Regions from separate parts of the Mus musculus genome. Here regions 2 and 3 are each linked to region 1. Evidence: chromatin contacts called from public HiChIP or PLAC-seq and promoter capture Hi-C data. All regions are on one chromosome and are shown on one strand. Each heading gives the region's core, a stretch centred on a gene start, on an enhancer-like site or on the middle of the called end of the contact. The rest is flanking DNA. Distances are from core to core; before and after follow the strand shown. Region 1 holds the start of Rasl11a (RAS-like, family 11, member A). Region 2 holds the start of Hmgb1 (high mobility group box 1). Region 3 holds the start of 2900089D17Rik (a long non-coding RNA gene).

Region 1 (2,700 bases), core at 167-2,666:
CCTCCAGAGGTCTTGTCTACTTTCCCTCACCGTCTTGGGGCTCTGCTCTGCCACTCTGGGGACAAGCCTTGCCAAACTCCCCAATGAGCCAAACTTGAGTGAGTTGGTGATGGAGCAACTCAGCCTATTTCCCTAGGGCTCATAACTTCTCAGTTATGGCCTCAGAGAGCTCAATCAAGCTTGTCAGAGCCTGGCATAGATTAGGAAGAACAGGAGTATGTGGCATCGGGGGCAGTGTCTGGGGAAAAAGGGGAGGGAGGGGGGCTGAAGAGATGGCTCAGCTGTTAAAAGCACTGGCTGCTCTTCCAGAGGTCCTGAGTTCAATTCCCAGCAACCACATAATGGCTCACAACCATTTATAATGGGATCTGATGCCCACTTCTGGCATGCAGGTGTACATGCAGATAGAATACCCATGAAAGTAAATAAATCTTTTGAAAGAAAAGTCTGTTGGAGCGAGCCATTGAGTTCTGTGTGATTTGTCATGCCGTTCAAGCTACCTGATAAAACTAAGAAGGAAAAAGGGAAAGAATGAGGGTAGGACTGTCTAGACAATTGGGCAGATGAGACTAAAACACAGCCTTGTCATGGTGGCATCCAAGAACAAGGCCATGTTTATCTTCTGGGCCCTTCTCCCCACGCCCTATCCTGAGTTCCACCATGTACCTACCAGGAAATCTTTGAATAGTAAGGTAGGTCCAGGCCCCAAGTGTGTTGCTCATTGAATTTGAGTAAATCTGTTCACAGCAGAAAGGGGCTGTGTTTGGATGCTGAGCTGTGGGCATGACTGCCCCCTAAGGGAGTTCACAGGGAAGTGACTGCAATTACCTTGATTCATACTCAATTAGTTAATTAGGAACCTTGCCCTGGCTCTACCCATTTCCTCAGTGATGTCACCCCTCAGGACCCTTTTAAATTTTTTAGTTGTTTATATTTGAGACCGGGTTTTACGTAGTCCAAACTGGCCTTGAACTCAAACCCTCTATGTGACCAAGAATAACCTTAAACTTCTGACCCTCCTGCCTCTACCCGCTAAGCGCTAGGATAGCATGCCAGTGTGCCACCACACTCAGTGTACAGGATGCTGAAGATCAAAATCAGGGTTCTCATTAGGACTGTTTGACAAAGACACAAAAAGGGATCTCTTTCCCATTGTCCTAGAAACATCCAGCCAATTGAAACTTTTGCTCTTTCGGTGGCTCAGATTCATGCTCTAGGCTGGTGCTCCAGACTGGAGGCTGCCTCCAGGACACGGCAAATACAATTTGAGCAAAGGCCTCCCCTGGGCTGCACCGGGAGGAACCCGCGCAGCTGGGCGGGCAGAGCGCGTCAGGCAGCCTTGAGGAGCGCACGCCCGCGGGTGACAGTCCCCTGCTCGGGCGCTGCTCCCACCCTTCCAGGAAGGGGCGGGGAAAAGGAGGCGCCAGAGGCAGCCACCGCGCTCCCGGAGCTCTTTAAAATCCAAGAGCCTGGGCAGCACCGCTGGCCGCGCCACATCCCGGCGCTGTTGTGTCCGCGCGTATCCAGGCGGCTCTCGTGCAACGCGGTCTCGGGACGCGCCCATGCGGCCGCTCACCATGTCTGGGCACTTTCTGCTGGCCCCCATCCCGGAGTCCTCCTCTGACTACCTCCTGCCCAAGGACATCAAGCTGGCCGTGCTGGGAGCGGGTTGTGTGGGCAAGAGCGGTAAGTGGGACAAAGGCGCGCAAAGCCGCCCAGGGACAGCGGAGGGTCTTCACCCGCAGGGATGCCGGGATGCCGGGATGCCGGGATGCAGGAAGACCCCTGCCTGTTGCTTCAGAGGTCCATTTCTGAGCTCTGGACGGGGTTGGTGCCTGTTGAGTGTCGCTCTAGTCCGGTCCATCACATTCCGCGGGGAAAGGCACTCCGCGGTGGCGGGGCTTTGTCCCGGGAACCTGGGGGGACGCGTGCTGTTCCTTTGAGGGCCCAGTTTGGAACAGCTTGACCCACTTCTTCAGCTGATTTTCCTACTTTATTTTTTCAGCAATGATTGTGCGCTTCTTGACCAAGAGATTCATCGGCGACTACGAACCCAACACAGGCAAGAATGTTTCCGTGCTTCCTGGCTCTTGTACTTGTATCTCTTTGCCCTCCCCACCCCTCTCTCTTTATTTTGCTCATGGGGCCGTGGGAACTTAGATGCAAATTCCTCTTCGTTGTACAGGCAAACTGTATTCGAGACTCGTCTATGTGGAGGGGGACCAGCTATCCCTACAGATCCAGGACACTCCGGGAGGCATTCAGGTAAGGACTGTCAGGAGGGTATGTGGTGCAGGCTGAGGTGTTTGGCTCCAGGATCTCAGTGAGATGTCTCAGCATGCCCAATATGTAGGTGTGGGCACACAAGGTGTGCTGAGGGTTGGGATGTTGGATGCCCTCCTAGGTGGCAAGAAATGGTTGATTAGAACTAGTTTCCTCTTAAATGCTAATTATAATTAGTTAATTATTTTAAAGATTGCTGTGTAGCCCTGGCTGGTTTGTAGTTCAGGTTTGCTTGGACTCCTTATAATCTTTGATGCCTCAGCCTCCCAAGTGTTGGGATTACAGGCTGAGCCACCCCCTCCCAGCAGTAGCCCTGACTGACCACTGGTGCCCGAGCTGCCTAGGCGGGCGGGCATTGACACTTTCAGAGCACATCCTGGGACAATCTAAAAACCACAGCCTTGGAACTAAGGGTCC
Region 2 (2,700 bases), core at 46-2,545, 2.2 Mb after region 1:
CCCCGCCGCTCGAAATGGGGGCTGGCTCCGCCCGCGGCCGCCAGGGCCGGGCGCACGGAATGGCCGCTGCGCGTCTTCCCCGCCTGCGCCGCCGCCGCGAGGGCGAGCGCGAGCGAGAATATGGCTCCTTCCCTTTGTGTGTGCGCGCGTGTGAGTGTGTGTGTGTGTGTATGTGTGTGTGAGTGTGCGAGGAGACCGAGGCGCGCGGCGGGCGGGCGGGGCGCTGGCGCACTCGCCATGGCGGCGGGGGAGGGGCGGGGGGCGCGCGGCTCCCCTCCCCCCGCGGCCCCCGCGCCGTCTCCCTCCGCGCGCCCCGCCGCCCCCGCACGGAGAACGCGGGGCCGGGGAGAGAGAGAGACTGAGAGAGAGAGAGAGGAGAGGAAGAGAGGGGAGCGAGAGGAGAGAGGGGGGGAAAAAAAAAAGTTGCCTCAGAACTGCTGCGCCCAGCTTCCCCCGCCCGCCCGCCCGCCTTGTTTTCTCTCCAGCCAGCAGCGCCCGGCCGAGTCAGCCATGTTCCAGCGAGCGCAGCGGCGCCGCTCCCCCCCACACGGCCGCCCCGCTCGCCCGCCGCCTCACCCGGCCCGAGCCGCCCCGCACGGCCGCCCCCGGCCCACCCGCGGCCGCCCTCGCCCGCAGCGGCGCCCCGCCCGCCGCCCCGCGCTCCCCGCCGCGGCCGCCCATACAGCGGGGAAGCGCCGCTGCCCGCCGGCTCGCTCGCTCCGCGCACGCCGCCTGCCCGAAACGCTCGGCCCTGGGGGCCACAAACACGTTTTGGGGAAAAAAAATTTTTTTTAAATAATCCGGAACACGAACACACACACAGGCAGACACAAAACAAAAAAAAAATTTTTTTTTTTTTGCGCCAGTGAAGCGCGGACGGCGCCGCGGGTGTGAAGTGGCGGCCGCCTGAGGCCCCGCGACTCGGCTCGGCTCCGCTCGGCGCGGCACGGCGCGGGGCAGCGTTCGCGGCAGCGGCCGGCGGAGCCTCGCTCCGTGCGCAGTTCCCCCCACGGTCCCCCCTCATTTGCCTTTGTGTGGAGCCTGACCCGCCGGCTCCGGGCCGCGGGGATCCGGCCGCCGCGCAGGCGACCAGGCTACCCGAGGCGCTCTCCCCGCCGCCGCGCCGCCCCGCACTCACCCTCCGCGAGGCACAGAGTCGCCCAGTGCCCGTCCGGCTCGCGCTTGCCCCGGCGCTGTCTCTATGGAGCTCAATGTACTGCAATGGCTGTGAGAGCGGGAGCCAGACGCAGCCTCCTCACTCTCTCCGCTCTGTAACATTACTCTCCAGCCAGCGCGCCTCCTATTGGCTACCGCCAACTCACCAGGCCCGTTCATTGGCCCGTTCCCTCCCATTGTCCTGACCAGAGCCCGCGCGCCATTGGCTGTCTGCGAGGACACGTCACCGAGGATTGAAACAGCGCGCAAATCTGAATGTGTGTGTGTGTGCCGGGCCGAGAGGCTGAGGCGGGAGAGGCAGCGGCAGAGGCAGCAGCTGCTACGGGAAAGCGGAGCTCTATGGTGTCTCTGTGCCTGCGCCTGCCCCGAGCCAGCCCCACGCCCGAGCCGCGGCGCGCGCGGCCAGGGCCCGGCTCCGCCGCAGCCACGGCTGCGTCCCCAGGCCCGGGCGCCTCCCCGCAGGCCCGCCCCCCCTCCCGCTCCACGCTCCCGCCCCGAGCCGTTGGGATGTGCGGCCCGTGCTTGGGGATGCCTCCCCGAGTGGGGTGACTGCTCGGGGGGGCCTGTGGCCCAAACACGGGGGCCTCTGCGGGCTCCGGGACGGCCGTGCTGCTGCAGCCCACCACAAGACACCCCTCCCCGGGACTGCCCGCCTAACGTGCCCACCCTGCCCAGAAGCCTAGTCTGCACCCGCCAGCAGGCGTCCAGTTGCACCCCTTCTTCTGGGTTTGCTCGGGTTTCCCCCAGTACTTCTCGAACTTTTTTTTTTTTTTTCCTTTTGGTGAGACACAAAGCACTGTTTTGAACTTCCCGGACACCAAAGCCTTATACCAGGGAATTAATGCACAGCCACTGGGGTTTGATACTGGCTGTTCTCAGAAAATGTTTGGGGGGGGGCCCAGCTAGAATTAGCAAGTTCTTTAAAGACCTCATTGCCCCACCCCCATACACACACATACACACACACACACACACACACACACACACACAGACGCTGTTTTCTGTGACTCGGTGTGGATTACTGTTAGAATCAAATGAATCTTTGTGATTGCTATCTTGCCTCCGATCACACCACTTAGTGCATACATGTACCTGCTCTAGGGTTACCAGACATTTAGGGCTACTGTTACCTGAGGGATTAGAAGCAGTCGGAGAGTGCTTGGGCCCAAACCCACAGGCCATGCTTTTTCCTGCTCTTCAAGTTGGCTGATCATTCTTAGGTATGCAGAGAAAAATAGCCAGGCTGGCTCTAAAGGCCACAGGCTTCCATCAATCTTTGATGAATCTAACAGCTCTTTCTTTCTGGTGAGCACAGCACCTCTCTTCACTTCAAAACAAATGTCCCCCATTTTTTTTTTTTAAAATCCTGGCTCCTATACACTTCTCAACTAAGAAACAAAGAATTCCTCCAAAATGCACTTGATCCAAGTCAAAACATCCAAGTCATAGATTCTGGGTTTCATTTCTATACCACTTCTGAGGCCCTATTATGTAATGGATTTGCTCGAATTTATTATCCTTACT
Region 3 (2,700 bases), core at 179-2,678, 2.6 Mb before region 1:
TTTAGGAGGTAAAGGTGAGAGGGTTAAGAGTTCCAGGCCAGCTTGGGCTACATGAGCCTAGGTCCAAAACAAACAAACAAACACAGAAAAACGGTGGAGGCGCCTGCTGCAGAATCTGTCAACCAATCTATCTCAGGACCCATATGGTGGAAAGCAGGAACCCACTCTCGAAAGTTATTTATTCTCTGGCTTCCAAATGCGTGCCCACTCATATAAACACACCCTCCCCCCAAATAATTGTAACAAACATTATTATTATTATTTTTAGAAAAAAAGCAAAAGCTAAAGGAGGCCAGGATCTTGTTGGGTCTCCGGCCGTGGCCGGGAGTCAGAACTTCTCTGGAAGTCCAAGATCCATTGTGGGGCGGGACTGAACGAGGACAACACCCCGCCAGCGGCAGCCGCTGAGGCGTCTTTAAGACGCCCTCGCCCAAACCCCGCCCACAGCCCCGCCCCGCCCCGCCCACGTGACCCCGATCTTGTGACCGGCGGGAGGGCGGGGAACCCTTGGCGCGCCCGCCCCGCCCGGCGCGCGCCTCACTGGGCCGAGCTGCCCGGGACACCGCCGTCGCCGCTACCGCCGCCATCCCCGCCGGGCCGAAGGAAGCGAGCCGGGCCGGAGCTGGCGGGCGCGCGGCCCCGGGGGCCGCGATGGACCACAAGCCCCTGTTGCAGGAGCGCCCGCCCGCCTACAACCTGGAGGCCGGCCAGGGCGACTACGCGTGCGGCCCGCACGGCTACGGGGCCATCCCCACCGCGCCCCCGCCGCCGCCCTACCCCTACCTCGTCACAGGTGGGCCCGCAGCTCTTCGGGGTCCCCGAACGGCCTCCGGGCCAAGCACCGCGCTGTCCCCGGCGCGGGCCTGCCGGGGGGGCAGCTGCTACCCGGAGCGCCCTGCCCGGCCAGGCCCTGCCCCGGTGGCCGTGAACTTAGTGTCGGAGGGTTCACACTTGGCTTCTAGAGCCCACCCGCAGGCGCGCTCAGCCCCGTTGGAGGCGGGGAGGACGGGGGCTAAGGGGGAGGGAGGGAGGAGAGGAGGAGGGCCGAGTCGCCCGGGGCTGATCAGCACTCCGCTCCCACAGGGATCCCCACCAGCCACCCCCGGGTCTATAACATCCACAGTCGAACGGTCACCCGGTATCCTGCCAACTCCATCGTCGTGGTCGGAGGCTGCCCGGTCTGCAGGTAAGTCTCTAGCCTGGGGGTGGGGGGTGGCGGCGGAGAACGCACGTGCCGGAATCTTGCAAAAGGCCAGCGGGGGTGGGATGGGGTGGGGTCACAGCCCGGCTCCTGTCTCAGAGGGAAGTCCCGCAGGGGAGGGACTGCAGTGGGAGAAGGTGGGGTCACTCACCCCTGGCTCTGAATTTACTTTATGCGGCAGAAGGATGGGTTCCCTTTTCTGTGGGGAGTTGAGTGCATTTGGGAGGCATGGCACCCGGAGTGCGTGGGACGCAGGAATGTTAACAATGGAGACTGATGGTCTTTCCTCCCTAGTACTGGAGATCCGCAGCGAATCAGGGTTTGTTTTGTTAGGTTTTTTTCCTCCAGTTTCCGCAAGTGTGTCCAGTACTAAGGAGATATTGGGACTTGAGTCCGCAGGCCAGTATGCCAAAGGACTTAGGAGATCCAAGTGGCCAGCAGAGAGCAAAGGCTGTGAGGGTGCAGAATGACGACCAGGGCTTAACAACTCCTGGCCACTAGCTGGCCCAGGAGGAAACCCCGTGCTTCTTTGTTCCGGGCTGGAGTGGTTTTGTTGTTGTGGCTGTTTTACCCTCAAACTGGAGCTGACAGAAACTTTGTGGGGACTTTATGGAAGGTGAGAGATGCAGCCAGGCTCATTCTAGGCAGGCTTTGAGGATTCGGCTTCCAAGTTGGACTTGGCCACTCACCCGGGGATGGGCCAGGTACAGCTCGTGCAGGGCAGGGTTTCAGCCTTTGTCTGGCAGGGGGAAGTTCCAAGTCTCTGAGATGGAATTAAGAAACCCTTGTTTGGACTTAGCTTTCGTTTCAAAAGTGTGTGTCAGAGGCGCAGAGTGGAGCCATAAGGAAGTTAATGATTTTGGAAACTTGCGAGTGGCCTCACAAGAGATGACTGAGGGTGGAAGACACTGGACCCTCGGTTGATCATGTGCTTGGGGGAAGAAGGCTGAAGGCCAGTTAGTTAGAGTCCTCCTTCAGGGACCCAAGTGACTTGGCTTTTGGAGCTGGTGCAGGGGAGAGGAGTGGGACTCAGCTGCTTCCTCTAGCTGTAGATGGGGTGGCTCTCTGATAGCTTGGTCTTGCTGGCCGCCTCTCTCTCTGCAAGCTTTCCACCTGAGGGCTTGAGGCACACCAAAGAGGGAGCATAGACTGGGAGGTGGTCCTAGCTTGTTGAGCCAAGGGGATTAGTATAGGGTCTCCTGTGCAGAGAGAGAGCCACTGGGAACAGAAGGGGGTTAGTTGTATGGAGGTGGGAGACTTCCTGTGTGGCCTTGAGGCTAGTCCCTGCATGGGAATTCTCAGAGCCCTGAGGATGGGACAAATATTAGCTGAACTCTCAGATTTAAGGAGAGGTCTCATAGGGGTAGGTGGCAAGCAGGCAGGAAGGTGGGGAGAGGCATAGCAGTGCAGGGGGCTCACTAGGATTTCATGTCTGCTTGTTCCAGCAACCAGATCCTGGCCCTACCACAGTCAGCTGGGTTTGTTTCTGTTTTTTTTCC

The links. Promoter capture Hi-C pulls out the DNA fragments that hold promoters and counts their contacts. HiChIP or PLAC-seq counts read pairs in DNA pulled down with a chosen protein or histone mark.
Region 2: a contact with region 1 is called in a promoter capture Hi-C map of liver, with 4 times the contacts expected there. The contact joins the promoter of Hmgb1 here to the promoter of Rasl11a in region 1. A contact is called at or near these places in 1 of 39 promoter capture datasets (liver) and 1 of 115 datasets of contacts at active chromatin or transcription factors (astrocytes).
Region 3: a contact with region 1 is called in an H3K27ac HiChIP or PLAC-seq map of bone marrow-derived dendritic cells, with 14 times the contacts expected there. The contact joins the promoter of 2900089D17Rik here to the promoter of Rasl11a in region 1. A contact is called at or near these places in 1 of 39 promoter capture datasets (embryonic stem cells) and 1 of 115 datasets of contacts at active chromatin or transcription factors (bone marrow-derived dendritic cells).

What each region holds. Positions count from the first base shown.
Region 1 is chr5:146,843,655-146,846,354 of GRCm38.p6, forward strand. Rasl11a (RAS-like, family 11, member A) reads left to right here and starts at 1,417. Exons shown (of 4, transcript NM_026864.1): 1 at 1,417-1,686; 2 at 2,006-2,062; 3 at 2,186-2,265. The coding sequence starts at 1,563.
Region 2 is chr5:149,051,762-149,054,461 of GRCm38.p6, forward strand. It overlaps Hmgb1 (high mobility group box 1), which reads right to left and starts at 1,296. Exons shown (of 5, transcript NM_010439.4): 1 at 1,139-1,296.
Region 3 is chr5:144,254,727-144,257,426 of GRCm38.p6, forward strand. It overlaps 2900089D17Rik (a long non-coding RNA gene), which reads right to left and starts at 1,429. Exons shown (of 3, transcript XR_868683.3): 1 at 1,353-1,429. It overlaps Bri3 (brain protein I3), which reads left to right and starts at 499. Exons shown (of 3, transcript NM_018772.4): 1 at 499-793; 2 at 1,084-1,186. The coding sequence starts at 652.